7 separate regions of the Mus musculus genome follow, and regions 1, 2, 4, 5, 6 and 7 are each linked to region 3. The links are chromatin contacts, called in public promoter capture Hi-C maps. All regions are on one chromosome and are shown on one strand. Each heading gives the region's core, a stretch centred on a gene start, on an enhancer-like site or on the middle of the called end of the contact. The rest is flanking DNA. Distances are from core to core; before and after follow the strand shown.

Region 1 (3,626 bases), core at 514-3,013, 1.9 Mb after region 3:
TCACTGATTTCTTAACTCCAGATAACCAGCATCAATAGTCCCAGTCAGAAAGGTTTCACTTCGGTAGTTCTGGTATCTTATTAATCATAGCTGATTCTTCAGCCCTAGCTAACCAGAACCATAGACTTAAATCAAAGTCGCCAACAGCCCTGATAGTCTTTAAACTTCCTTCTGAAACTTCACCAGCCAGACCCCTCCATCTTCTGCCTGCTTTCACCATTCTTATCTTCCAAGCGTCTACAGAACATTCCACTGAGCTCTTAATATTCAATGATTCTTCTAGCACAAAGTTCCAAAGTCCTCCCACAATCCTCCCCAAAACATCACTGAAGTCAGGTCTGTCACAGCAATACCCCATTCCCGGTACCAATTTGTCTCAGTTAGGGTACCAGGCTAACTATGGCTGCAACAAAACACCATGTCTTAGTTAGGGTTTCTATGGCTTCAACAAAACACAATGATCAAAAAGCAAGTTGAGGAGGAAAAGGTTTATCTGGCTTACACTTTCAGATCACAGTTCATCATTGGAGGAAGTCAGGACAGCAACTCAAGCAGGGCAGGAACCTAGAACAGGAGCTGATACAGAAACCATGGAGGGTGCTGCTTGTTAGCTTGCTTCCCATGGCTTGCTCAGCCTGATTTCTTAATGAACCCAGGACCACCAGCTCAGGGATGGCCCCACCCACAGTGGGCTGGGTCCTCCCTCACAGAGCACTAATTGAGAAAATGCCTTACAGCTGGATCTCATGGAGGCATTTCCTCAGCTGAGACTCTCTTCTCTCTGATGACTCTAGCTTGTGTCAATTTGACACGCAAAGCCAGCCAGTACACCACTGAATCTTTGCAGCAATTCCAGGGTTAGCACACTAGGCTGAACACAGTCAGGTTCTTTGATAAAGGATGGAGGAAAATATCAGAAGGGAACAGCAAGTTCTAGCCCCAAGCTTCTAGGAATCAGGCAGGTTTCCCAGGAGTCTTTGTTTCTCTCTTGGCGAGCACCTCGGGTCCCTCCCTTGGTACCTCCAATTTGCCACTCTGAAATTATAGCGAGAGGCTGAATGCCACATCTCTCAGACTAATAATAACAGCAGAGAACTGTTCGCTTTGTTAGGTTCGAGGATAATACTTTGAGTTGGCAAGAAGGGCTTTGTTTGATCTTTTACAGGAGGAATCGCTAAATAAGGTGTTGGTGAAGTGTTCTAACAATATCTTCCCATGACAGCTATGATGGTGGTGGTAGCCTGGGTAAAGAGGACCTGGAGACAGGCTGGGGGTTACTAGAGCATGGTCAGCGTATGGCGAGTTCACGTTGCCTAAACTTGTGAGGGTGAAAGATTTGGTAATAAGAATAAAATATTAACAAGAAAGCAAGACTTCTTTGCTACACACAAACCAACATGTTAGGGACATCGGCTGCAGTCCAGCCTATCCAGCACATGCTCAGGCGATAGGGTCTCTGAATTTTACCCCAACATTCAGTTAGAGGGATGGTGTCCTGTTTGGTCTAAACTGAAATACAAAGGGATCACTTTCCTCTGACCATCTTTAAGGGCAGTGACGTTTTCTCTCCTCACCAGGAGAAAAGAACAAGGCTGTCCTGGTTCTTGACTTTTCTCCCAGGCCAGCTGCCTCGGTGCATGCGTGAGGCTGCAGTACCACGCTCGACTCCCGGAGGCAGTAGCGCCAGGCTGGGAGCTTCCGGCTCGAGGGCGCCGCTCTTATCACCAACAGTGCGCAGCCGCCCGCGACGCTCGTCTATTGGCTGTCGCTCGCTGCTGCCATACTGGCGGAAGCGGAAGTGGAGCTGGGACGCTGGGGGTGGGCTGGGCTGCCGCGTCCCCTGCGGTCTTGGCCTTGAGGGGCGGCGGCCGGCGTGATGGAGAAACGCAGGATGAACCTGCCTACGGGGCCGGACACGCTGTGCTTCGATAAGGACGAGTTCATGAAGGTGAGGGCACCCGGCAGATCGCCGCTGAGTTGGCCGGACGCTGAGGCCCGGTGGTTCCCAGAGGCTCCGGCGGGTGTCAGGGACGTGGGATGGAAGGTGGCAGGGGTGTCCAGGCTGAAAACGCTCTGACATTAAGAAGTGGGAACCTGACAGCCTCGCCACGCTGCAACCCAGCGGCCCTGCTTACAAATCTAAACCGAAAACACTTGGCTGATAACATTTCACCGAGCAGGCACAGCCTCCGAACGGCGCAGGCTTTGAGCCTGTTAGTTGTACCTCTCCGCTGTTGTCACTTAAAACAACCCCAAACATATTTACACCCGCTTTCTTTCTCGAGACAGGGAGGGTTTTGAGTTGTAGCCCGGACGGGTCTCGATCCTCCTGTCTTAAGGGCAGAAATGGCAACTGTGAGCTAAAAGTTTGTGCCATTTAATAGTTGCGATTTGAGGGACCATTTCAAAGCTGGTTCCGAGGTTAGGAATTTCTTTCTGTCTCTTTGGCACATAAAATACTAAGCAAACGAGTCCAAGTCTTACTGTATAGAGTGTGTGTGTATGTGTGTGTGTGTTGTGTTTGCATGTGTGCACCCTGCTCCCCTTTCACAATCGAATTTTTCCCTCTGACTTAATTGGCCTATCTCTGTTCTGGTATTTGCATTTAGTTGACATGGCCAAAGAAAGCGCTGAGGTTTTGGTGTTTGGATTTTAATTTATATGTGACTTCTGTACTGTGCCCACGTAGGTTTCCATGTGTGAAAGGCTTTTTTGTGTGTATGTGTCTGCCTTCCTGAGTTTATGTGCACAGTGTGTGCAGAAGCCCTCAGAGGCCAGAAGACTGTGGGGTTCCCTAGAACTGGAGTTACAGGTGCTTGTGAGCTGCCCTGTGGGTGCTGGGAGCCAAACCCTGGTCCTCTGTTAAAGTAGTAAGCACTCTTAACTGCTGAGCCATCTCCAATAAATGAGGTTCAAATGGGATGCTTGAAATAATGATTCAGAAAGCCCCTGTTACATCCTGTGACTTATGGATACCTTGGAAAGAGGGTTAAAAAAAAAGAGCCAAAGGTACATGACAGGGACAAGAGTCTGGAGGAAGAAAGCTTGCCCGGGGATCGTGGCCTGTTTTTACTTTAGGTGAGAAAACTTACTGTGTTCACTGTTCACCATTTAACTCAGGCCTCCTGCAGGCCTTGTGCCAGCAGCTGTTCTGGGCCATTGCCTCAGGGTTGGGCATTGCCTGTGTCTCCCTCACTCACACTGAGGTGATACCTCTGTTGGATGCGATGCCTGTGAGGAGATGGCACACAATGTGAGTAGTTAGTGAGACAACATCAGCAAACCTGGGACGGAATGGCCGGACTGCTCCACGCTCTTTGATGCAGTCAGCTCTCTGAGTGTGCCACGCAGTTTGTAGTTCTGCTGATGTGGCCATTTCCATTGAAGAGGAAACAACATGGAACAGCCATTGTGTGTGATGTTGGTTTTTCTAGGTGGAGCCAGAAATTAAGGCCCTTTATTATTTGTGCTTCCTTCAAAGAAGTGTTTTATGAGTTAGTTTCGTGGCAGAAAGGACAGGAGGAGTGCCTGTTATCCAAATTTTATGTGTACATTTGTATTTTATTCAACATATTTTTCAGTGGCATAGTTTTGTTTTTTTTGTTTTATTTTGTTTTGTTTTAACA
Region 2 (3,729 bases), core at 134-2,633, 1.0 Mb before region 3:
TTGCACCTCAGACCAGAAGCTTCATACAAAACAACAAAGTTCGGGCAATTAACAATGCAAAGCAAGCAAACAAAGGAAAGTAACCAGCCCTCAGGATTTCACTCCATAATGTGTTTTCAGCTTTTCCCGGTCACAGAGATGTAGAAGATCCCTTGGACAAACAGCACTTGAAGAAGGTTATTTCCATTTAAAGGAGGAAGTCTGGGCTGTAGGGATAGTACAGTGTCAGGTGGTAGGTCTGCAGGGTCACAAGGCTGGCTCAGATGTGGCATCACTGGGGGTGGGATGGGGGTGAGGTGGCTGCTCCACACTCTAGACCTGTCTGTCACCTGCTCCTACAAACTGAAGATAGGAAGTAGCTTGAGGCCCAGAGAAAGTGCTAAACCGTGGCTGACTGACCATTGGCCTGGCCTGAGGAGACTGAAACCTGTCCTAGCCTGTAATCAGGCCCAGGCTCAGCAGGAGTCAAAGTGAGGACATGCCTGTGATAAAGCCACCCTGGGGTCACCTGAGGTAGAAGGATCTGTCTGAGAAGGGACAGCTGAGATAAAGCTCTTGGGACAGAACTGTGCTCTGTGGCTTTCCAAGGTGGATCCTGTCGGGATCAGGCCTCTGCTGCAGTTCCTGGACACAGTCTGATTGCTCACCAACCAAAAAAATCTAAAAAAACAAAAAACGTGATAGGTGGTAGTAAGGAAATGAGGGCACACATGGGCTAGCACCCTGGAAAGATAGGTGAGCCATGCCCCTCAAATTCCATGCTCAGCAAGCTCAGACACATAAAAGGGCTTTTATGGGAAGAGAGAGTGGACAGGTTGCACAGCAGGTGTTGTCATCGTCTTTCTTTTTGCTGGAACAAGTCATTGATCTTGCCCTCCAGTGACAAGTCTGTAGTCCCTAAGACCTTGCTTCTCTGCGACTTCGACTTAGGAGTAAATACTTGTGTTTATGGCAGCACAAGACTCGCAGGGGAAGAGCCACAAGATCAGATCCAACCATAAGTCTCCAGACGTCTCCATAATCGTAAAGATTTAGCAGGCAAGACCACAAGTCAGTTTTTTGTTATTTGGGTTGGGGGTGGGTAGAATTTAGGAATATCAAATACAGCGGCAAGGGAGCGGACATTGGACCACCAGCTGGATCATGCAAGGACTGAAGGGGAATGAAGTCTGCAGGACTCCATCGCACCAGCGCCCGACCCACGCAGACAGTTAACAGATGCTCGCCCAGCGTGTGCCCAGCGAGCGCCCAGCGTAGCTGGCGTAGGCGCAGGCGCATGGCTTGGGCGCGTGCACGCTTGCGCGCCGCCGAGCTTCCGCCACGCCTGTCATGGCCGCTCTCGGGGGCCGCCCTCGGCCCCACCCTCGGTGACGCGCCGCGAGTCACCTGACTCGGCTGCGGACTGAGACACACACAAGGGAAGTGATCGTCGCCGGAGTCAGATCGTCTGGCTCGGGACCCCCGCGCGCCATGCCGTCCGAGAAGACCTTCAAGCAGCGCCGGAGCTTTGGTGAGCCCCGCGGGCCCGGGGATGGGAGATCCGGGTGCCGGGAGCGCTGAATGCCCGGACGCCGGTGGTGTCTTGCGGGGCCGAGACCCGGCGGGGCCCGGAGCGACGCAGCCAGTGGGATATTGGTCTCGGGGGGGTTCGGTCTCCGGGGTAGCTCGGGTGCTCAGCGTCGCCTTGGCCGTCGGTCGCCGATGGGCTCGGCGTCCCCTGCGGGACTGGAGGCCCGACCCCGGTGGCGTAGGGTACCGCAGGCTCTGCGCGCTTGGCTGTGTCCTTCGTGGGCCCCAGGTCCGGGCGCCCCGCAAGCCTCGGAGCAGCACCCAGCCGCCTTTGCACCCGAAGTCGTCTTGGGCATATGTGTGTGTGTGGAGGGGGGGGTGGCCTTTGTCTCATAACGGAAACTTAACAGCTGTTTTGTTTTGTTTGCTTGTACTGATCTTAAGTTATTCTGGAACAGCCCTCAAGAAAGGAGTGTGGGTTGGGGAAAATGAGCCGTGCACAAACATTAGCTCTGACGCGGGTCCCCAGAGTGGCCGGGGGTAATCTCTCCGAAGCTCCATCTGGCTTGCGATTGTTTTTCTCTAGATTGCCTTCCCTCTCTCCCTAACCCAGCTATTCTGAAGAAAGCGCGGGCATCCGATTGCTGCGGCTTTCCTTTGCTTTTTGACTTTATTGGACCTAAACTGGTGGGCACTGACAGTTGAGAGGTTCCCCACACAGATGTTCAAAGCGGCCCCTTTGAGGAGGCCAGGACCGGTCTTGCTCCTTTCCAGTGAGTTTGGAGGGATTTAGGTTGGAGCTCTAGAGTTTCCACTATCCAGACTGCGGGAATGTTTACAAGGTGGATGGATTTAGGTAGGGCTCACCCCAAACCGACCCTTTGTAGCTGAAGCACCTGGGTGGGGCTTAGGGCGGTGAAGCTCAGGGTCCGCCTAGTGGCAGAGTCCCATTAGCTTTCTGTTATAAATTCTTACACTTCCAGTAAGCAGCGATCATCCCCAGTGCTGTAAGGAAGGAGACTGGCAGCCAGGAGGCCCGTGTAGGCTTGCAGATTCTTAGAAGGACGCGCCCAATTTCCCAAGTTTAGAACTGATCACGTGATTTCAGGCTTCTCAAGTGGTTCCACTGAGTTTTTCTGGGGTGATCCAGTGTTTGCTTCCCCACCCCCAAAACGGTCCTAAACTCCAGGTTACTGGGTGTGTATCCGCAGGAAAGCTTGTTTGCTCAGCCTAAATAAATAGCCCCGGGGAGAATTCCCATCCCTGTGAAGGCATTGCTGCTGCCAGGGGTGGTGATCCACGCCTTTAGTCCCAGCCTTGGAGATGATGCAGCGAGACCCTCCCTCTCAACTACACACCTAGGTGGCTTCAGTACAGGCTATTGGCCTCTGCACAGCTGTCTGCTTAAAAAGTGTCTCAGCTCTTGCAGGTTGCCTCCTAGTTCCCTGGCCCTACAGCCAGCCAGGGCTGGGCAGATCCTCTAGGCCTTCAGTTTGGACCCTTGTTTGCTTTAGTAAAGACAACTATTCCTGACTTTCCCTTTATAGTTGTGGTGGACCCTGCAAGTCTCCTCTTACCAGCTTTAACCATTTCTGCCCTTAGATCTCTGGCCCTGCTCCCATCTCAATGAAGGCAAGGGGTTTCTGCTGTCAGTGATTGGTTGGTTGATTTAAACAGGGTCTCATTGTGTGGCTCGGACTGGCCTTGAACTCAAGAGATCTTCACGTCTGTCCCCTGAATGCTGGGATTGAAGGTGTGCCATTGTGCCTGGCTGGCTGTTTGTTTCTTGAGACAGGGTTTCTCTATGTAGCCCTGATCAGGCTGGCCTCCAACTCCGATAGGGATCCGCCTTCAGTGCTGGGATTAAATAAAGGCATGTGCTACCACAGCCTGGCAAGTTTTGTTTGTGGCTCAAGCTGGCCTAGAGCTTGCCGAGCCGGGTTTTAGGTGCTGTGCGTTTAACTTTTTCTTTTACATTTTATCTGTATGGCTCATTTGCCTACATACATGTCTGCACCCTGTGCATGCCTTGTGCCCATAGATGTCAGAAAAGGGAGTTATAGGTGACTGAGCAGCTGTGGGTGGTGGGAGCTGAGCCTGGGTCCTCCTGGGGAGAAGCTGCTCTGAACTACTGAGCCATCTCTGAAGGCCGGAAGCATAGTGTGCCAGGTGTGTAAGTGGCTGTTTGTTAGAATGAAATCAGTGCAGTGACTAAACCCT
Region 3 (3,992 bases), core at 600-3,099:
GGAGGATTGCATTGAGTTTGAGGCCAGCCAGGGCTACAGAGTGAGTTTCAGGCCAGCCAACACTACTTAGCAAGACCCTATTTCAAAAAAGCAAGCAAGAGAGCAAGCAAACAAAACACAAAAAGTAAGGACGCCAAAATGAAAGCTAAGAGCACATTTACTTAACTCAGTTACCCAAAGTCTATCAGTTCAACGTTCTTCAGGAGTCTCAAGGGAGTGTCAGAGAAGACCTCTCCTCACAGGCTGTCATTTGGAAAAGAGCAGAAAACTGACAGACGAGCCTGTAGTCAGTACTTCTGGATCAAACCAGTGGAAACAAACAAACCGAGCCAGTGCGATTTGGCCCTAAAACGACTTAATACTGAAAGGCACTATATATGTATGAAATCTCTCTCTATATATAGATCTTCAGTACTGCTCATTACTGTGCAAAGTCTGCTATTAGTGACCAGGACAGGAGCCAGAGAAGCCAGACATCCATTGTGTGAACAGTCAGCATCCACAAAGAACGGGAAGCTGGAAGGGGTTTCCTGCAGTGGCTTCTGGGTGGTGGGACTTATGTACAGGACTTTTTAGATCTGTATTTTTCTTAGTAATAAAAAACTACTAAGCTAATGTTTATCAAGTGGGATGTTTACTTTCTTTTTCTCCTATTAAGTCTCTAAAATTGGAATGGCGAGATGGCTCAGAAGGTAAGAGCACTGACGAGTTCAAATCCCAACAACCACATGGTGGCTCACATCCACTCATAATGAGATCTGACACCCTCTTCTGGTGTGTCTGAAGACAGCGACAGTGTACTTATCTATAATAATAAATAAATCTTTTTTTAAAAGTCTCTAAAATTCAACTTATTTTACATATATAGCACCTCTCCATTCTGATGGGCCCACAGATCGCTAGACAGCATCCCTCTCCCCTTTTTGAGGAGGTAAGTGTGGATCAGCACAGGTCTGAAGGCCCTGCAGAGGGCTGGTTTGGCTATTAATTAGCCTCGGCCGGTATTAGCCTCTGATTTGTTTCAAATCATCCTGAACTGGATGTGACTCTGATTCTAACAATAGCCAACAGATGTCACTCCACAGTGTGTGTCTGGGGGTGGGGGGGTGGGGGTGGAGGTGGGGCTGGCAGGCTGAGACTGCGAGGAAGGCACAGTCCATCTAGTTCTGTTTGGATAGTTCCATCTGACTTAGTGTTCTACATGACTGATTTCTAAGCTTTCATGTCACTTCAGGGCGACAGATTTCTCAGACAGGGACACTGAGGGAGATATGCCCCAGGGCAGAATTCATAAATGACCACAGGCTGCACTCGCAGGTGACATTCTATGCCTGACTTTGTGGTCAGAGTTCCCCCAGAGGTCAGGCTGGAGGTGGGCACCAAGGCAGGGCCACCTGTTGAGGGGAGGAGAATGTCAGCCCGCTCTCGGGAGGGGAAGTAGGAAGAAAAGGGCCTCCCTGAACACCTACCCCCACTGCGGAAACAGTGAAAGATGTGACACCGGGCTCTGGGCCTCCCTCGGGTCACTGCTCATCCGCCGTGTGGCTGCCCTGTGTCTTCCGTGTCCCCCCGCCGCGTGGCCCCACTTACATCGTCCATGAGCAGTAGCACGATGTTGGGGGGCTGCGGAGCACCTGCGGCCAAGAGTCCTAGGGCACTCAGTACCAGCAGCAGCTGCTGGGCTGCGGTACAGGCCGCCATAGCAAACCAAGCTCCCGCTGAGGAGTCAAGACCCAGTCCCAAGCCTGCCGCGGTTCCTTTTGGACTGTAGGGCGGGCCCTGGCGGCAGAATGAGAGGAGGGGCAGGGCCACGGAGAAAAGAAGAGGGAGAGGTGGGGCCTAGGCTGTCTGAGTGACAAGGGAGTGGGCTGGGCCTTACGGGAAAGGGGCGGGACCAAGGCCGGACCTGAGAGTCTGGGCGGAGCCATGGTAGAGAGAGGCGGGCTCTGAGCCTCGGTGGGAGGAGAATGGGCGGGGCCTGCCTCCACATCGGGTCACATGATGTGGCGCACAGCCTGCCAATATGGCGGTGTGCATCGCGGTGATCGCCAAGGAGGTGCGTGAGAGGCTGCGGGCGGCGGGCGGCGGGCGGCGGGCGGCGGGCCTCCTTCCAGCCATGGTCTTGATCTTTTCAACTCTGAGCTCCAAGCCTCAGCCAAGCCCTATGATCAGGATCCTTCCGGCTCGCTTTCGCTGACAGCTGACAGCCGTCCGCCGCCAGTTTGCAGGCCTCCGCCTCCGGGTTTTGAGATCCCCCGGGAAGCTTAGCTGGTCGCTGCAGCCTGCCACCCGTCGCTCTACGCGTTCTTTTCACGGCCTCAGCTGCCTTCCGCGTCCGGTCTTTCTGCCCCGCCTTCCGGACCGTCCCCTGGCTGCCCAGCCGGCGCTATTTAAATATAAGCCTGGCGCGGCTCAAGTCAGCCTAGAATCCAAGTGCTTTTCTTTGCCTTAGGATAGTCCCCTTCATGTCTTTTGCACCCTTCTACTCCACCGTGAAGGCCTGCAAACCTCTAGACAGCATCCCTCTCCCCTTTGTACCCTCTATTCCCAACTGTCATCTTGCTGGCCAACATATATATTCATTTCTTTCCGGAAAGCTGTTTATGGATGCTAAGACAGCTCCAGAGGGCCACAATATCCTGTTGCATGAAGCCTGTATCCCTATTAGGCTTTTTCTGAGATCTGCCATTAGGGATTAGACTGCTGTGAAGCTGTCAGTATGAAAGAGGGAGTTATACCCCCAGGAGGCCACCAAAACCAAAACTCATGTCATAGGCAGCTGCTGCTTTGATAAACTCAGGAGGAGGAAGTCCAGTATCTATGCTGAAGGGTCCTGATTTGGAGACTCATTCAATGTCTCGAAGCACTGAGAACAGACCACTACCCTAGTGTGGCACGTTAAGAAATAGCTAGTGCCCCTGCTGTTAGGATGACACTACAGAGTGTGCTGGTGGTTGAGGCAGAGGTGATCCTAGGAAGAGAAGTGTCAGGGTATGTTGTTAGGCTGTGCTCAGGTTGGCATTCCGGAGTCATTTCTGCTCACTTCCTGCCCCTGTGCATTTGTCTCTACTGCTTCCACCCTCCCTTCCTCCTCCTTTCTGGTACAGGTGAGAGAACTAGGGCTTAATGCTGCGACTCAAGCACTCCACTACGGAGTTACATCTCTGGTCCCATATTGCTTTTCTTTTTGGCACTGGGAATTGGACTTAGTGCCCTGTGCATGTCAGGCAAGTGCCACACCACCCAGTTTTATCTTTATAGTCCACTCTCTGCAGACAGTCTTCCTTAGGTTCAGTTATGTCGCTGAAGGCAGCATGCCACAGTGCATTAAGCAGTAGAGAGTCATTGTCAGGCTGAGAGCACACGAGTGCTTTGACTTTGCCCTTAGAGCCCGAACTCACTGGGTGGGCTGCCATCTCTTCCTGCAGAATTACCCTCTGTACATCCGAAGCACTCCGACAGAGAGTGAGCTCAAGTTCCACTACATGGTGCACACGTCTCTGGATGTGGTAGACGAGAAGATCTCTGCCATGGGGAAAGCACTGGTGGACCAGAGGGAGCTGTACCTGGGCCTGCTCTACCCCACCGAGGACTACAAGGTGTATCCACCACTGCTCAGCACCCATCCTGCACTCACGGAGCAGGATCTGGGAGGAAACGCTGGCAAAGAAAACGTGTCAGGGGTTTCAGCTGGTCAGGCAGGCAGGTGGCCCGAAGCTAATGGAAGCCTCTGGACATTGTCTCCCTTTAATTGGAAGAGTCCCTGGAAAAGCAAGTCTGAGCATCCAGGAGGATGCAAGTTGACATAGTGGGAATCTGGGCTTCTCTGGGCTCACTAGAGGCCACCAACTTTGAATCAAGGGCGATTGTTTCATGATACTGTTGTTAGGCTCAGTCTCGTGTGACGCTGTAAATTCTTGGCCATTCCTTTTGGACAAATGATTAAGACCATAGAATCCAAGGACATTCACATGGGGATTAATTGTAGCCTA
Region 4 (3,953 bases), core at 680-3,179, 1.2 Mb after region 3:
GGGGAGCACCATGTCATTCGTTTCATGGAGACACAAGATTCCTCATGTGAAAGTCCTTGCACCTGGGCAGTGGTGGCACACACTGAATCTCAGCCCTCAAGAGGCAATGGCAGGTGGACCAGTTCAGGGCCAGCCTAGTGTACACAGTGAGTTCCAGAACTGTCACATCTACACAGAGAAACTCTGAAAAACAAAGACTTGAAAAACAAAACAAAACAAACAAACAAAAACCCTTTCAGTGAAAATAAGGCAAATGTATTTTAGAGCAATGTGAATCAGTGGCTCACCAGTCTAGCATTATAATGCATCTGTCAGGAACATTTCTCACATTGACACTGGCCCGCAGGAGCCAGCAAAAGAGCTGCGGATGGAGAATCCCGAAAGCGGGACACATCTATTTTCCCTAATGCCTACACACCAAAAATTTTAGCAGGAATTTTGCAAATCTTTGGGGAGGGCTCTGTATCTCCATGGAAACCCAAATAATCATGAACTCGGCACGAAGCCCACTAAAGTGCTGTCAGGTTTTCATATGGAACACACAGATAGATAGCAGGTAACCTCTTCAAACCACAGTGGGAAAGGAAAAGCAGGTTTGCTCGTCCCAATAAAAAAAAACCTCACAGTTAGCAAGGGCTCAGTTTTCATATTAATACCTGGGAGACATGCTCACCGCCCCCACCACCTTCTGCCACTTTCCCTAATTTCTAACCACATCACTGAAGCATCAGAATGGTCGTCATAAGCGACCAGATGACACAAGGCGGCCCAGCCATGCAAGAACTGAGAATAGGCAAACATAGTAACCAAGAGCAGGGAAATCCGACCCTTTCAGACTCCGACCATGGATCCCAAGCTCCCATGGCTTTGTTTACAAAACTGAGATTAAAAACAAAGGGCCCATCATATGACTTTGAAGGTCGAATGAGAAAATACATATTCCTAGACCAGTCACTGAGAAATAACTTTTTCACCACTGGACTCTCAGAAGAGTTCAGAGAGGTGGCTGGCAACCATAGTGATCTACAGTTGTACTGAAGTACTGCCCTGAGTCCAGGCAAACCCCAGGGCTCTCTGCTGACAGCCCCACTCCGCAACGGCGGGAAAGTGGCTCACAGCGTATACAAAGAGGGGTTCGTCCACAAACAAACGCATACCATTCTTCAGAGACAGCGAGACCAGGCCTTCAAGGCGTTCACACTGACAACCATGACCCCATTATGACAGCTCGGGCGTTCTTAACTTCAGTCGGTCATCTTTGGAATGAAAAGCTCCTCTCGCCAAACAGGATGCGCAGAAACAAACAGATCCGCCATCTGGTGGATCGAGGGCTCACTGAGCGGGCCACTGCCTGCGACCAAGGACCCCAACCAGGGTCATATGAGTTGGAGGTCATAAAGGGCTCCGCCAAGAGTCACCAAATTAGGGAAACCTGGGGTGGGAAGGTGGAAATGCGGCCCGCACCTTCCCCGCTTAGTTCAGCAAGCGGATTCTGTCAACCCCAATTAAACCAAAACAGGAAGCGCTGAGAACGGAGCAACGCGCTGTGCCCGTACCTGGTAACACTGTGTCCTGCTCCTCCGCGTCCCGCAGCTCCGCGCCGCGCTCCCCCACCGGCTGCTCCTCCTCCCGCGCGGAGGGCGCCGAGGGCTCCCCTAACGCGCCCCTGGGGGCCGGACTGGGTGAAGCCGAGCTGTCCGAGGGGCTGTCCGGGCCCCAGGCGTCCCAGAGCCAGGGCGCGTGCGCTTGCTCCAGCAGCCGGCGGCCCAGGCGGTAGCGCAGCAGCTCGCGGTAGCACGGCGCGTATTCGTCCCAGCGCGGCTCCCGATAGCGCTTCATATACTCGCTCTTCACCCCGCTGCCCGGGGACATGGTGCCGCGCGCCGCCGACTGCCTGCTCCGCGCTGCCGCCTACGGGTGCGACGGACTCAGAGGCGCGGCCCGCCGCGCGGTTCAAACCCGGAGCCCCGCCCGGACTGGAGGGCGGAGGCTGGGGCAAGGAGGGGCGGAGAGGGGGCGGGTCTGTGACGGGTGTTTCTGGGAGAGGGCGTTCCTAGCGGGGGCGGAGTTCCGGGCTGGGAAGGCCCCTAGTTCAGGTAATAGCGGGGGCGGGGTTTCAGGAGGGATTCCAGGCGACGCGACCTATCTAGATGGAATGATAGGTGGTCACCAGGGGTCTGCTCCACTCGGTAGAGGTGGAGACCACCGGACTCAAGGTGACGGGACAGGGGATCTTAGGTCCCCAGACACCCTCCTGGGCGAGGAGTCGGGGACTCTAGGAGCAGCGTCCTTACCTCCTGCCTGTTCTATCCTCCGCTCTCCGGAGGTCAGCTGAGATCGTGGCGCAGCAGCTATAGCGCGAACAGCGTTTCTCCTTGCGCGTCCTCCACCAAGATGTCGCCGATGGAGCGGTGGCTCCGCGGTCCTACAGCAGCCGGAGACGAAGGCGCCGCCCTAGCCTGAAGCCTGCACCTCCCCGCGCGCCCGCCGGGCCCCCGCCCGCTCCTGCGCCCGCGCCTGGGGCGCTGCTGTGAACCCCCAGCTCGTTCGCCCACTCGCTACTGGGGGCCTCGCGAGGAGGCTTCAGCTCTAGATGCAACCTGAGCAACCAACACCTAGCCGAGGACCAAATCCTGTGTCCCGATTCCTTCCTCTTTTCACAACGCCCGGGTTCTCAGGCCTTAGTGATTTTTTTATTGTTGTTGTTAATGATGTTGTTGATGTTGCTATTTTAATACATTTCCCTCCTCTGCCCCCTTTTTGAGACAAATCTCATGTTACCAAGGCTGGTCTAGAACTCATTCCAGAGCCCAAGCTGGTCTTGAACTCCTGATCCTTCTCCGCCAACCTCACAAGTGCTGGAATTAGCAGGTATGAGCCGCCTCACCTGCCCTTGCCTTTTATAACTTACTAGAGGCCAACTTTTGTAAAAATAAATAAATAAAATAAAATAAAGCCTAGGGCCTGCTCAAGGACCTGGTGCAAATGTTTGGCTTGGGCTCTAATGGACAGGGTCGCAGGGTTGTTACTGTTGCAATCCTGCTCTACAGATGGCTTTTGTAAAAGGAAGCATTGATGCAATCGCTGCAGAAAGATTTGAAAGGACAGGCATCCAGGAAGGATCACACTAAAAAAAAAAAGAAAGAAAGAAAAAGAAGGAAGGAAGGAGGAAGGAAGGAAGGAAGGAAGGAAGGAAGGAAGGAAGAAAAAAAAGTAGGTCCCAGCGGGATGTTTCCAGGAAGCAGATCACTTTGGGATTTCTGCAGTTCAGTTGAACTATTCCCATGTGTCTACACCTGCCTGGACCCGTTCTGAACATAGGACGCTAAGGCTGAAGGGTGTTCACAGCCTAGGTGGCTGCTCTGAGAACCTGAACTGATTAGTCTGATGGTACTGTTTCTGGAGGAGACAGAAATGACCACAGCCGCTGCTGAGATTCCCACAGAGGCCAGGCCCCTTCCCCTCCCCGTCAACAAACCTCGGGACCTCCTCACTGCGTTCCCTTCTATTGAAGCTGGCCAGGTTGATCTTTGGCTTTAGCAATCAAAAGTTTATAAACATTTAGAGACTAGACATGGAGGCACACCAGTAATCCTAGTACTTCTGCAGTCTCTGAGGCTGCATAAGGCCTTGTCTCAAGAGCCAGGTAACGAGATTCTGAATAGTGTGGAAGGAATCTTGATGTACTGTGACCTGAGAAATCAGGGCTAAGGTTAGAGCAGTTCAGCCTTTGCTGTCTGACTGTAAAATTCAGTGGGTGGGGTTATACATGGTACCTGCCCATAACACAGCTCTCTAGATCTGAGCCAGCCTGAGGGCCATACTGAAGCCTTGCCTAAAAAAAAGGAAGGAAGGAAGGAAGGAAGGAAGGAGAGAGAAAGAGAGAGAGAGAGAAAGGAAGGAAGGAAGGAAGGAAGGAAGGAAGGAAGGAAGGAAGGAAGGAAGGAAGGAGA
Region 5 (3,649 bases), core at 532-3,031, 1.4 Mb after region 3:
CCTGGAACACCATCCCAGTCCTACACTACCATTGATACCTAATGTTTACTTAACATTCCGCTGCTGAGTAAGACGCCATCTTAAGTACTTCCCACAGACTATCTGCTTTTACTCTATTAGGCAGGTAAACGCTTCAGGTGGGACGCTGAAGCCTGTAGTTATCAGACAACTTGCCCAAAGTCACGCAGTTCCTGAATGGGAGGGAACGCAGTCTCGTGGACAGTGTCTGAGCCTGCACCCTATGCTCCACTGATCCCATACGGGACTGCAGGGGAGCACTGGGCCAACCGCTCACTGATGCTTATGTCAACGAGAGCCTGCAAGTTAATCAGCTAACATGCTGATTGGCTACGTGGAAGGCTGGAACCGTGACTTCAAGTAGTGTTCAATGAGCAGCGCTGGCGTCACACAAGGTCAAGCTAAAACAAGTCAGAAAAGAAGCAAAGCCCCTTCTTTTGTCCCCAGATGTTGTTCATAGATTGTGACAGAGTAACAAAAAGAATAACCAGTTACTAAGTAGTCAGAAGAGGTTTTTGCCTCTCTTCAGTGACAGAAGTACACACAAATCTCACAGTTGGAAGACTGTCCCAAAACACACGAACCAAATTTATTTATTACTGATGGCAAATACTGAAGGCACAAACTGACATTTTGGGTTTTCTGATTTAATATTCGCTTTATAGTTCATAAAACAAGGCTCTCATATGTGTATGTGTGTGTGTATGCACGTGTATTTAGACCAAGTCTCACTCTGTGGTTTAGACTGGTGCAGAACTCACTTCGTACACCAGGATGGCCAACAATTCGCAGCAATCTTTCTGCCTCAGCCTACAGAGTGTGGGGATTACGGAGTGCGCCACCACTACCAGCAGAGTCTGGGCTTAAATTACCCTCCCATTTTACAGGAGAAGAAACCGAGGCAGCAAGCTCGCCTGCTACACGGCTTGCAACTCTAAGTCTCTGCGGTCACCAACTCCATCCGTGACACTCAGCCCCAGGTTACAGCCAAAAAGTCTGTAACCTGGAGAAAGGCAGACTCCCTTCCTACTTCACTTTCTAATAGGGCGGGTCGGACTGGACGGGACTCCCGGCAGAGCCCCGAGGCTATCCTCCACCTGCCGGTCCCGGCGAAGGGGAAAACTCACCTCTCGACGCCGGAGCCACAGCGCCTGCGAGGTCCGCGGGGCCGCGTCTCCCCGCGGCAGCCGCGAGCCCTCCGTCCGCTGCCCACTTCCGCCGAGCGCCCTCGTGAGCTCGCAGTTGGCTCCGCGCGAGGGCGCCCGGCGGGGCCGCGGGGTCTCCGGGCGCGTGCAGCCGGGGCCGCCACGTGCGGGGTCGCTCGGACCCGCGCGCGCGCGAGCAGGGCCGGGACTGCGCAGGGGCGGGCGCGCGCGCGCGCGCTCTCCCGCCCGAGGCCCCTCCCCCGCGTCCCCTCCCCCCCCCCGCCCTGTCCCGCGCCCCGCCCGCACTCACTGAACATCCCAGGCGGCTCCCGCTGCCCCGCCGCCGCCCCGGCACCGGCTGCTTCCGTATCGGTTGCCCGCCGTAGGACTCCGTACGACGACCGGCTAGCCGGGTCCCCGCGCCCTACGTCCTCCCGCGCTCGCGGTTCTCGGTGGCCGCCCCATGACCGCCTGACGGAGCGGGCACGCCGGGCTAGGCCGCGGACGCGCGACGCCGCCGCGGCCAGGGCGCGCTCGGCGCTCCTCTAGCGATGTCTGCGTGACGCCCCTCCCCGCCCCGAGCCGTTGGCGTCAACGTCTGCCGGAAGCGCCTCCCTCACATGTGGCTCGCCGCCGTGGAGGTCCCAGGTGAGCGGACGGTTGGAGAGTTTGGGTTTCCTCTGCGCCGAGGCGCCAGTTTGGCGGATGCGGACACCAGTCCTAACAGGAGGGAACCGGCTGGAGAGCCGGGATCGGAGGAGCCTCTGCCCGAGGGAGTTCCCGCTATGGAACCCTGCTTGAGGTTCTGAACTGCTTTACCCCGAACTGAAGGAGCTCCACTTGAGAGAACCTTGATCTGAGGGAGACCCACGTTAGAGAGCACCCCGATCTCCTACACGGAGCTCGGACTCGAGGGAGCCCCGATCCAGGTAGTAGGATTTGAAGGTATCATGATAAACTAGAACCACCACCTCCTCCTCCTCCTCCTCCTCCACCACCACCACCACCACCACCACCACCACCACCACCACCACCAAAACCAAACTTTTTATTTGTATGGGTGTTTTATGTACACCCGCAGAGGATAAAAGAGGGGCGTTCCTCTAGAACTGGAGTGGTGGTTGTGAGCCAAGATGTGGGATATTGGGACTCGAACCTGGGTTCTCTGGAACAGCAGTAAGTAATCCTAACCACGGAGTCATCTTTCCAGCCCCCTAGAACATTGATTCTCAACCTTCCTAATCCTGCAACCCTTTGTTCATGTTGTGGTGACACGCCCCCCCCCCCCCCGCCATGAAGTTATTTTGTTGCTATATTATAATTGCAATTTTCCTACTGTTGGAAGCATAATGTGAATAAATACCTGGTTTGCAATCTTGTGGGCGTGTGACCCGCAGGTGGAAAAACCCTGCCCTAAACCCTTCCCGAGGTAGTCAGAGGGCGAGGACAGGAAGGGAGGCCTCTCAGTTCTGAAGGCCTGTAGTAAGCTTTCCAAAGTGCACAGTCTCTTGCCTCAACACAGCAGCGTGGTGAATGTTCTGTCAGGGTTTAAGCTAAGTTGTTTACCATAATGGAAACAAACTTTATGACTTTTAAAAACTCAAAAGGTTTAGCTGGGTTTCATAGCAAGTGTAGGTTGTTAATGTATCCTTTCCTTTGTTACTTGGGATTTTAAAGATTGTATATGGTTTTTGTCTACTGTAGCTGTGTGTGACGAGTTACTGTTACAGTAGAAGTAAGAGCATTTTTATTGAAATTAATGCCTGAATTCTGTTTCTTTCTCTCTTTGCTCCTTTTGTCTGACATTCATGAGGATCCTGGGGAGAAGATGCAGAATTCCCTGGAAATTGACTTACAGATCGTTGTGGGTGCTAGGAACTGGACTCGGGCTCTCTACAGGAGTCACAAGTGTTCTTTACTGCTGAGCCGTTTCCTCAGCCACATCACCTAATTTCTTTTTCACTTCAAGAAGCATTATTTTCTTCAAGTACTGTATTGCTTGCTTTTTTGCTTATTTAATAGTGCTACTCCTGTTACACAACACAGTTTTGAAGCTGTGCTAAACCATCTCTTTCGATCTTAAATCATGAATGGTGACTGTCATCCTGTGAGTGATTTACACACTTTGATTTCTCCTTATTGAATTCCTGTATTCTCTAAGTGTGATCACAGCAGGAGTACTTATAATCTATTGTCTACCTGCTTTTGATGAAAGCCAGTTTCAAATTAACTATATATTTGACACAACATCTTACCATGTATCCTAGGCTGGCCTCTGCTTCCTAATTGTACCCAATAAGGTATATAGGGAGGGGTTGGAGAGGTGGCTCAAAGTTAGGAGTACAGCTGCTCTCAGAGAGGACCTGGGCTCAGTTCCCAGTACCTCCATGGCGCCTAACTCATGACTATCTGTACTCTAGTCTCCAAGACTCTAATGCCCTCTTTGACCTTCTTGGACTCCTGAGTGCATATACTCAGGCACATAT
Region 6 (3,596 bases), core at 1,011-3,510, 1.9 Mb before region 3:
TTACACGTCCACATTGTTGCTTATCACCAAAGGAAGTCAGGATTGGAACTCAAGCAGGTCAGGAAGCAGGAGCTGATGCCGAGGCCACGGGGGGATGCTACTTACTGGCTTGCTTCCCCTGGCTTGCTCAGCCTGCTTTCATATAGAACCCAGGAGTACCAGCCCAGGGATGGCACCACCCACCATGGTCTGGGCCCTCCCACCCTTGATCACTAATTGAGAAAATGCCTTACAGCTGGATCTCATGGAGGCATTTCCTCAAGGGAGGCTCTTTTCTCTGTGATAACTCCAGGTTGTGTCAGGTTGTCCCAGAGAACCAGTCAGTACACTGGGTCTGGAGGACATGTTTAATTGCCTCCTCTGGAGAGGCTGGGAGGTGGTGATGGACTCTCTAGAACACTTCGGGGCCTCTTCTCCTTAGTTAAGCCCTGCACATGCCTCTTCTCTTATGCAGTGATGTGACCTAGCTCCACCCCCGACATATGACTTATGCCAGGAGATCCTACACTGAATCTCTCCTGAGTGGCTATCGCTGGCGTGTGGGAAATGTACACGTGGCTCACATGAGACACCACCTTCATAGCTTCACCCTCAAAGACCCCATCAATATTCAGCTGTGAGTCAGTGCCCATTGTAGGTGGCTTGGGTTCTCTTAGGTCCTGAGTGGAGCTATTTCAGACTTCTAGGAAAACAGTTAGAAAAAAATAGACCCCACTCACACCCCGATGTATATGGCTTCAGGACAGTTGTCAGGCAGGCTGGGCTGGTGTCTTCTAGTGTGTACAGAGACACCTGCTGCTAGGACCAGAAGCTAGGGCTGGTGTCCCTAATCTCTCTCTACCTTTAGCTAAGAGGCAGGCACACTGGGTGGACATTTGGGATCTGTTCTGTGCCTTTGATATTTGTAAGTAGGAAAATCTGCATACGCTTATAAGGTGCCTATTTGGGAAATGAAAGGGGTATAAATGCACACAGGAGTCTGTTGTAGTAATCTGAGCGTGTCTGACTTCTGGACTCTGCCCTTCACAGCAAACACTTATTAAAACACTCCCATATTACTATTAAAGAATTTGAGCTGGACTATGGTGGCACACACCTTTAATCCCAGCCCTTGGGAGGCAGAGGCTAGCAGATCTCTGTGAATTTGAGGCCAGCCTGGTCTAGTTCGGGGACAGCCAGGGCTACAGGGAAACCCTGTCTTGGAAAACAAACAATAAACCCAATAATAATAGTAATAAAACAAATGAGCTTTGAAAAGTAGTTTTCATTTGAAATTCCTTGGCTCCAGGGAACTCCACTTGGCTTTTGACTGTTGGATGGTATTTATCATTGAACTAATACCCGGTAATGTCTTAAGTGCCTTTCAGGTATACCACAATGCTCATCAGGATAAACTAGAGTTAGAAGGTTCTGTTTGGAAAATCCTTATTTGAATTCGTATTTATTTGAAACCTAGCCGTATACTTCTTGTATTTGTGGACCAATCAAAAATTCTTGTCGCGGCTCCAACGTTTTCCTAAGTATTTTAAAAGCCAGACGGGTGAGAGTCCTGTAAGCGTGGCCGCAGGTGTGTAATTGGGCAGCCTGCAACGAAAGTCCCTCTCGACCCTCACCTAAGGCTCCCCGCTCCCACATCCTACTCAGGTTGGGAACAGGCTCGACCGGGCTCCTGACATCACTGGGGGACACAAGGGAACCGATAATGCGTAGCCTTCCTGGGGGCATCCCAGCCTCAGCGCTCGCGACTCCCCTGGTTTCCCAGATTTCCTGCGCAATTTCAGGCGGTCATCCTCCATCCAGGAGGGCGCGCTGCAAGTGGCTGTCACCCAGCACGCAGCTCTGGGACTGGTCTTTGCTCTGAAACTCCAGCCTGAGCAGCTGACACTCAGGGTGCCCCTGGACACGTGCCCGGGACAGAGGCTCTCCAAACCTGAACGACACCCCGAGGATGATCCGTGCATCACCAGCCTCCTTGACCTTAGGCAGACGCCCCAGCCCCCCGGCCATTTTTGGGGCAGCCCCCTCCCCCGCCGCCCCCGGAGTAAAGAGAGAAAAGGACTCCACGGGGTCGGGGACGTGCAAAAGTGATTTCTCGGAAAGAGAGCGCTTCAGAGAAGGCGGATTTGGCAGGCTGCGCTGATTGGGCCGCGCCAGCGCCCCTCCCGCTCCTCAATTAGCTCGCGCGACCGTCGCTCTGCGCGCGGGACCCGCCTTCTCCCCCGCCCCATCTATAAAAGCAGGCGCGCGCGTACGGGCCTCCAGGAGCCCGCGGGCGGTCCCGGAGGCGCGGGCAGCGTGGGAACCGGCGGCAGGTAGGACGCGATGGGGTGGGCGCGGGGGCCGGGGCTGTGGCTCTCCCACCTTCGCCCAAACGGAGTGCACAGCACGTTAGCAGGTGCTTGCTCTGGCTGCTCTCCAAAAACAACAACAACAACCAACAACAACAACAACAACAAAACCCAACCAAATGAACAAACACCTCTCCCTTTAAAATCTGCCTGATGGCCAACTTCATAATGAAGAGAAATAGATCTGCCAATCACCGCGCGGCAGCCCGGCTTCCATGCATGAACTATCCAAAGCTCGCGACTGGGCTCGCCCAGGGACCGACTGGCTTTGATTCTGACTAGTGGCAATCTGATTGCCCAGTGGCGCTGGACTTCTCTGATTGTCCAGTGGCCCAGCTGGCCCCGGAAGGAAAGTCTTCCGTGTGGGTCCCACACAGCTCTCAAGACCAGATTTGCTGTGAGCTTGGCCCCAGGCTATAGGGGCAGACTTTTCCCCTGGTGAGAAAGATTACTTACCCACAGCCGGGAAGGGCGTTCAGGGGGTAGAAACTAATAGAAACCATTCACTAGAATCTTAAAATGGTAGATCACTGTTTTGTTTGTTTTTGTTTTGTTTCTGATACAGGGTATCACTCTGTAGCCCAGGCTCATTCCAATGAGCTCCCGGTTATCCGCCTACCTCTTCTGAGTGTTAGGATTTCAGGCGGAGCTTGGGGGGTGCCCAGGTGCTCAATGGCCCTGTTTTTTTCTTTTAAAGTCAAACGATAAGAGCAGTTTCGTGACAGTTCTAGGTTTGTCCCTTTAAGTTATGGCAGGCTCCTTCATGAAGAACTGGGACCGATTCAGTGTCCCTGAGGAAGCTTGGGGCCAGAAAGAGATGGGTCTGTGATGGATTTCCGTTCAGTGGTGGTCAGACTGTGGCCCAGGGCTGAATGAAAGGGATTACGGTGTGGTGTGAGCCCCGCCAAACATGGCTGGTGCAGATGTTGACAGCTGTGTTAGGCGAGCCTCTGTCCCCTGCCTTGTGAGAAGCCTGACCTAAGACACGTTGCTCTAGATGTAAGTTAGCTGTAGGCAGGATTGGGCCCACAGGGAATGCTGCCTCAAAATCAAGAAGAGGAAGCTAGAATCATGTGAGCGTGTTTATAAACCATTAATTGTCCATAGTTGTAAGAGAGTCAGGCTATGCCTGTCTAGGACCTCAGATTGGCCTCCAAGGCAATAGAGGAGATTGTCCAGGTGCTGAGAGCCGGACCCTGTCAGGTGTTCTTTCATCTGCAGAATGAATGAAAGAAAGCATCCCTTCTG
Region 7 (3,869 bases), core at 472-2,971, 1.9 Mb before region 3:
CATCAGCTGGTGCTAGGAGCTCTTCAGCACAGAGCTTGCCAGACCTCTACAAATCCAAGTCTAACTGAGCCCTGGGTTCAATCCACCCCACCAAGTCAGGAGAGAACCTGAGAAGCCTGCCCTACTGTGGAAGGCAGGGCCCAGCCAGGTGCAACTCCCTTGCTAACAGAACAACTTAGACGGTGGCCAGAATCACCCACAGGAACTCTCAAGAGACACTTTAGGCACTAAAAGCACGCTTCTCTTCTGGAACGAAGTATCATCTGCAAACCTTCCTCCTGCTCAGAAAGAATCTAAAAAACATTCAAAATGTGCCCAGTAAACGTGCCGATTTGCCTGTAGGCTCTTGTAGTTTGCTGGAAATTACCTCTGGTGTTTTAATGTAAATTAAATAATGGATGAGCAAGGTGTGGTGGTAGTGCACACCTTTAGACCTAGCCTCAGGAGATGGAGGCAGGCTGGTCTGTGTGTAGGACGCCAGCCTGGTCTACAGAAGAGTCCCAAACTCGGCAAGGCCACAAGAGTGAAACCCTAACCCTCTCCCCCAGAAAACAAAAGAAACAGAAATCAAGGAATGCGAGTCGCGTCGGTAATCCCAGTTCTCAGGAATCTAGAGCAGGAAGTGCTGGGAGTGCCAGGCTAGCATGGGGGGCTACATTCAAAGCAAGTCTCCGATTCAATGCAGTCATTTTGGTGGGAGAGGGGGAGACAGGATTAGCATTCCCTCCTAGGCCAGCTCAGATTTTTAACTTCAGAGCTCATTCTGAGATGTAAATGAGGCTGTGGGGAGACTGGGTGGTTACGGGTCTGATCTGTTTCTCAGGTGCGTCAGGACTGCACCTGAGAGCGCTTCCAAGATGTAGTAAGCAGCGCCTGACCATATCAGTCCAGGGCTTTATAAAGGCAAACCGCAGAGTTAGAATTCCGGGTCTTGCAAATGTCTCTTAAGCAGAGAAACCGAGTTTGATTACAAGCGCAGAAACAGCAGTCCGTATTATAACCTATAATCTTGCTAAAACAGCAAGTCTGGGGCAAAAAAATCGGCAAGTGGACCCACAAAATACAAAAACAAACAAACAAACAAAAAAACCTCTGTAAAACTAGAGATTTACATGCTATAGGCATTTTTTTCTTTGTGGCCTCACAAACACATTAAGTTTAAACTTTAAACGTTACCTATCCCAGATCTCACTAATGTAGACCAGGCTGGCCTCGAACTCTTGCCTCCCCATCTCGAGTGCTGGTTTTAAGGACGTCCACCACACATTCGAGTTTCTCGGTCATCTTACAAAACCTCGAGAGCTCCCCGGGAGCAGCCGCAGCGTCCCGCGAAGGGCGCCCGACTCCGCCCGGCCCGGAACCCCGCGCCGCGGCCTCGACCGCGAGCTTACCAGGGTGAGCGCCACCTCCAGCATGGGCGTCAGAGCCAGCGTGCCGTGGAAGAGCGGGATGCAGTCCACGAAGAGCGTGTGGCTGCCCGCTCCGGGAGGATGCTCCTTGCGCGGCCTCTGCCTCTCGGCCACCAGGAGCCCGTTGACGGCGCAGTGCGGGTACTTGGCGCCGTGGAGCACCATCTTGCAGTAGGCCTGCGTAGTCAGCTTCACGCCGGGCATCGCGACCCACGCACCGCGGTCCTCCGCCACGACCCTCCGCTGCACGCCGTGACGCTCTCGCACCTCCGGCCGCGGCCTCCCGCCTCAGCCGGTCGGCCGGAAAACGTCTGCCGGAAAGCAGCTGCTACCCGCTCGGCCTTTCGCGACAGTTACCGCCCCGCCCCGCCTCGTCCTGCCCCGCCCTGCCCCGAGCCGCGCCGCCCCGCCCCGCCCCGCCCCGCGCTCTGAAACGGACGGGCTTGGGGCGGGGCTTCCCTGATTCCCGCGATGCTTCGCGGCTCCGTCTTGGTCTTCCGGTTGCGGGCCCCGTTCTTCCGGTCGCGAGCACCCCAGGGTGTAGAGGGCGGTCGCGGCGGTCGCCTGGGCAGCGGTGGCAGGTGACGGCCTTGGACGGCGGGTGAGGGTGGCACGGTCGGGGGCCCGAGGACCTGGAGCGCCGGGGCCGGGAGCGGTGCCTCCGAGACGCCCCCGGACCCGGGACTTGAGCGGCTCGGTGACCTTGGGGCGCCCGCTTCCCCGAGCGGGTCTGTTGTCTCGGGTCCCCGCTCCGGCCTGCCGGGCACCGGGCGTTCCCGCTGTGCCAGGCCCGAGGGACAGCGACCTGAGCCCTGACGTCACGCTACGGTTTCTGCCGCCCCGGGCGTTGATTTTTTTTTTCCCGGGCTCGGACGTTCTTTCTCGGGGATCGAATCTCAGGGGTTGTGCTACAGTGAGGCGTGGGGCTCGGGTCGCTGGGGCGGGTGACAGGGTCATCCAGGTCGCCTGCGGGACGCAGGAACGGGAAGCGGGCCAGGGCCTGAGCCTGGGCGGCCTCCTCCCGCTTGCCCTTCGCAGTCTCTGTACAAGTCAATTTTTAAAATAAAACTCAGTCGCAGGAGGTGTGCTACCGTGCTATCTATCTATCTATCTATCTATCTATCTATATATCTAGTTCTAGCAGTTTCAGTCATTTTTGTCTTTCTAGTTAATTTTTTAAGAAGCCGGATTTATAGTCATTGGCCAAAGCCATGTATATTACAGCCCTTGGCTTGATGTAAGGAAGTTCACCCTGTGCCTTCGCATCAGTAATAAAAACCGGATCCTGGGGGCATGCCTCTGGCCTGTAATGCCGGCTCTTACGAGGTAGAGGAAGGTAATAGTGGAAGCTTTCAGGCCAGTCCGTGCCTTAAAAAGTTGATGAAATCATTACCAAAAAAAAAAAAAAAAAACATTTAACATTTCGGGGGATAAGTTGCATTTACTTCCTTAATGTTTTGCCGCAAAAAGACTTTGGCTAAAAGGTGTTTGCTGTCATTGTTAAGAGGTATAAGGGTTTTTTTTTGTCTTTCAGAATGTTGGCTTCCAGAGCGCTGAGCCTGATTGGCAAGAGAGCCATTTCTACTTCGGTGTGCCTTCGAGCACATGGTGAGCAGGACTTTCACTCCCTTCCCTGCCCTTTTCTTTCTCCTCCCTTTGGTTTTTCATGACAGGGTTTCTCTGCATGGCTCTGGCTGCCTTGGAGCGCAGAGACTTAACCTGCCTCTGACTCCCATGTTCTGGGATTAAAGATGTGCACCGCCATGCCCGGCTCAGGACTTTTACTTTCTTTTTCTTTTTTTTTTTTTTTTAAAGATTTACTTATTTATTTTATGTATATGAGTACACACAGTAGCTGTACAGATGGGTGTGAGCTTTCATCTGGTTGTTGGGAATTGAATTTAGGACCTCTGCTCGCTCTGGTCAACCCTGCTCGCTCTGGTAGACCCCGCTCATTCTGGTCCAAAGATTTATTTATTATTATACATAAGTACACTGTAGTTGTCTTCAGACACACCAGAAGAGGGCATCAGATCTCATTACGGGTGGTTGCTGGGATTTGAACTCAGGACCTCTGGAAGAGCAGCCAGTGCTCTTACCTGCTGAGCCATCTCACCAGCCCCCGACTTTTACTTTCAAACAGGCAAACTAAATGTCTTTTTGCCCCTATGTCTCAGGTCCTGTGCTGGGATTTTTTTAACAAAGATGCCTGGTAGCTTGGCCTTACCGGGATTTTAGGGAGAGATGAGAATTTGAACAGGGCGTTTGCCTGCTTGAAGGAGCATGGATAAATCCTATTAGTCTGGGTCTTTGCTTGCTTTATTTTCTTCTTACATTTTTTTCTCTCTCCCTTCTTCCTTCCCTCCTTCCTCTCAGTCTCACTGTGTAGCTCTGACTGGCTTTGGACCCACAGGGTTCCAGACTGTGCCTCGTGAATGCTGTGGTTAAAGGCAGGACACC

The links. Promoter capture Hi-C pulls out the DNA fragments that hold promoters and counts their contacts.
Region 1: a contact with region 3 is called in a promoter capture Hi-C map of liver, with 3 times the contacts expected there. The contact joins the promoter of Cog2 here to the promoter of Galns in region 3. A contact is called at or near these places in 3 of 39 promoter capture datasets (hippocampal neurons and liver).
Region 2: a promoter capture Hi-C map of pre-B cells shows a contact between it and region 3, with 5 times the contacts expected there. The contact joins the promoter of Map1lc3b here to the promoter of Galns in region 3. A contact is called at or near these places in 2 of 39 promoter capture datasets (liver and pre-B cells).
Region 4: a contact with region 3 is called in a promoter capture Hi-C map of liver, with 2.7 times the contacts expected there. The contact joins the promoter of Ccsap here to the promoter of Galns in region 3. A contact is called at or near these places in 2 of 39 promoter capture datasets (both in liver).
Region 5: a promoter capture Hi-C map of liver shows a contact between it and region 3, with 4 times the contacts expected there. The contact joins the promoter of Urb2 here to the promoter of Galns in region 3. A contact is called at or near these places in 2 of 39 promoter capture datasets (both in liver) and 1 of 9 other capture datasets (pancreatic islet).
Region 6: a contact with region 3 is called in a promoter capture Hi-C map of liver, with 3 times the contacts expected there. The contact joins the promoter of Irf8 here to the promoter of Galns in region 3. A contact is called at or near these places in 3 of 39 promoter capture datasets (the C10 cell line, liver and pre-B cells).
Region 7: a promoter capture Hi-C map of liver shows a contact between it and region 3, with 3 times the contacts expected there. The contact joins the promoter of Emc8 here to the promoter of Galns in region 3. A contact is called at or near these places in 2 of 39 promoter capture datasets (liver and pre-B cells) and 1 of 115 datasets of contacts at active chromatin or transcription factors (astrocytes).

What each region holds. Positions count from the first base shown.
Region 1 is chr8:124,519,004-124,522,629 of GRCm38.p6, forward strand. Cog2 (component of oligomeric golgi complex 2) reads left to right here and starts at 1,764. Exons shown (of 18, transcript NM_029746.3): 1 at 1,764-1,948. The coding sequence starts at 1,877.
Region 2 is chr8:121,589,055-121,592,783 of GRCm38.p6, forward strand. It overlaps Map1lc3b (microtubule-associated protein 1 light chain 3 beta), which reads left to right and starts at 1,384. Exons shown (of 4, transcript NM_026160.5): 1 at 1,384-1,510. The coding sequence starts at 1,471.
Region 3 is chr8:122,609,638-122,613,629 of GRCm38.p6, forward strand. Galns (galactosamine (N-acetyl)-6-sulfate sulfatase) reads right to left here and starts at 1,850. Exons shown (of 14, transcript NM_016722.4): 1 at 1,591-1,850. The coding sequence starts at 1,701. It overlaps Trappc2l (trafficking protein particle complex 2-like), which reads left to right and starts at 1,989. Exons shown (of 5, transcript NM_021502.2): 1 at 1,989-2,056; 2 at 3,429-3,601. The coding sequence starts at 2,024.
Region 4 is chr8:123,857,539-123,861,491 of GRCm38.p6, forward strand. Ccsap (centriole, cilia and spindle associated protein) reads right to left here and starts at 1,930. Exons shown (of 3, transcript NM_001379289.1): 1 at 1,557-1,930. The coding sequence starts at 1,872. Gm9901 (a long non-coding RNA gene) reads left to right here and starts at 1,917. Exons shown (of 2, transcript XR_388182.4): 1 at 1,917-2,096; 2 at 2,332-2,960.
Region 5 is chr8:124,019,716-124,023,364 of GRCm38.p6, forward strand. It overlaps Urb2 (URB2 ribosome biogenesis 2 homolog (S. cerevisiae)), which reads left to right and starts at 1,782. Exons shown (of 10, transcript NM_001368414.1): 1 at 1,782-1,811. Taf5l (TATA-box binding protein associated factor 5 like) reads right to left here and starts at 1,682. Exons shown (of 5, transcript NM_133966.3): 1 at 1,474-1,682. It overlaps Mir1967 (microRNA 1967), which reads left to right and starts at 2,926; the gene lies at 2,926-3,007.
Region 6 is chr8:120,734,098-120,737,693 of GRCm38.p6, forward strand. It overlaps Irf8 (interferon regulatory factor 8), which reads left to right and starts at 2,261. Exons shown (of 9, transcript NM_008320.4): 1 at 2,261-2,312.
Region 7 is chr8:120,666,366-120,670,234 of GRCm38.p6, forward strand. It overlaps Emc8 (ER membrane protein complex subunit 8), which reads right to left and starts at 1,722. Exons shown (of 5, transcript NM_010926.6): 1 at 1,392-1,722. The coding sequence starts at 1,613. Gm27021 (predicted gene, 27021) reads right to left here and starts at 1,777. Exons shown (of 4, transcript NM_001308449.1): 1 at 1,392-1,777. The coding sequence starts at 1,613. It overlaps Cox4i1 (cytochrome c oxidase subunit 4I1), which reads left to right and starts at 1,860. Exons shown (of 5, transcript NM_009941.3): 1 at 1,860-1,990; 2 at 2,944-3,017. The coding sequence starts at 1,881.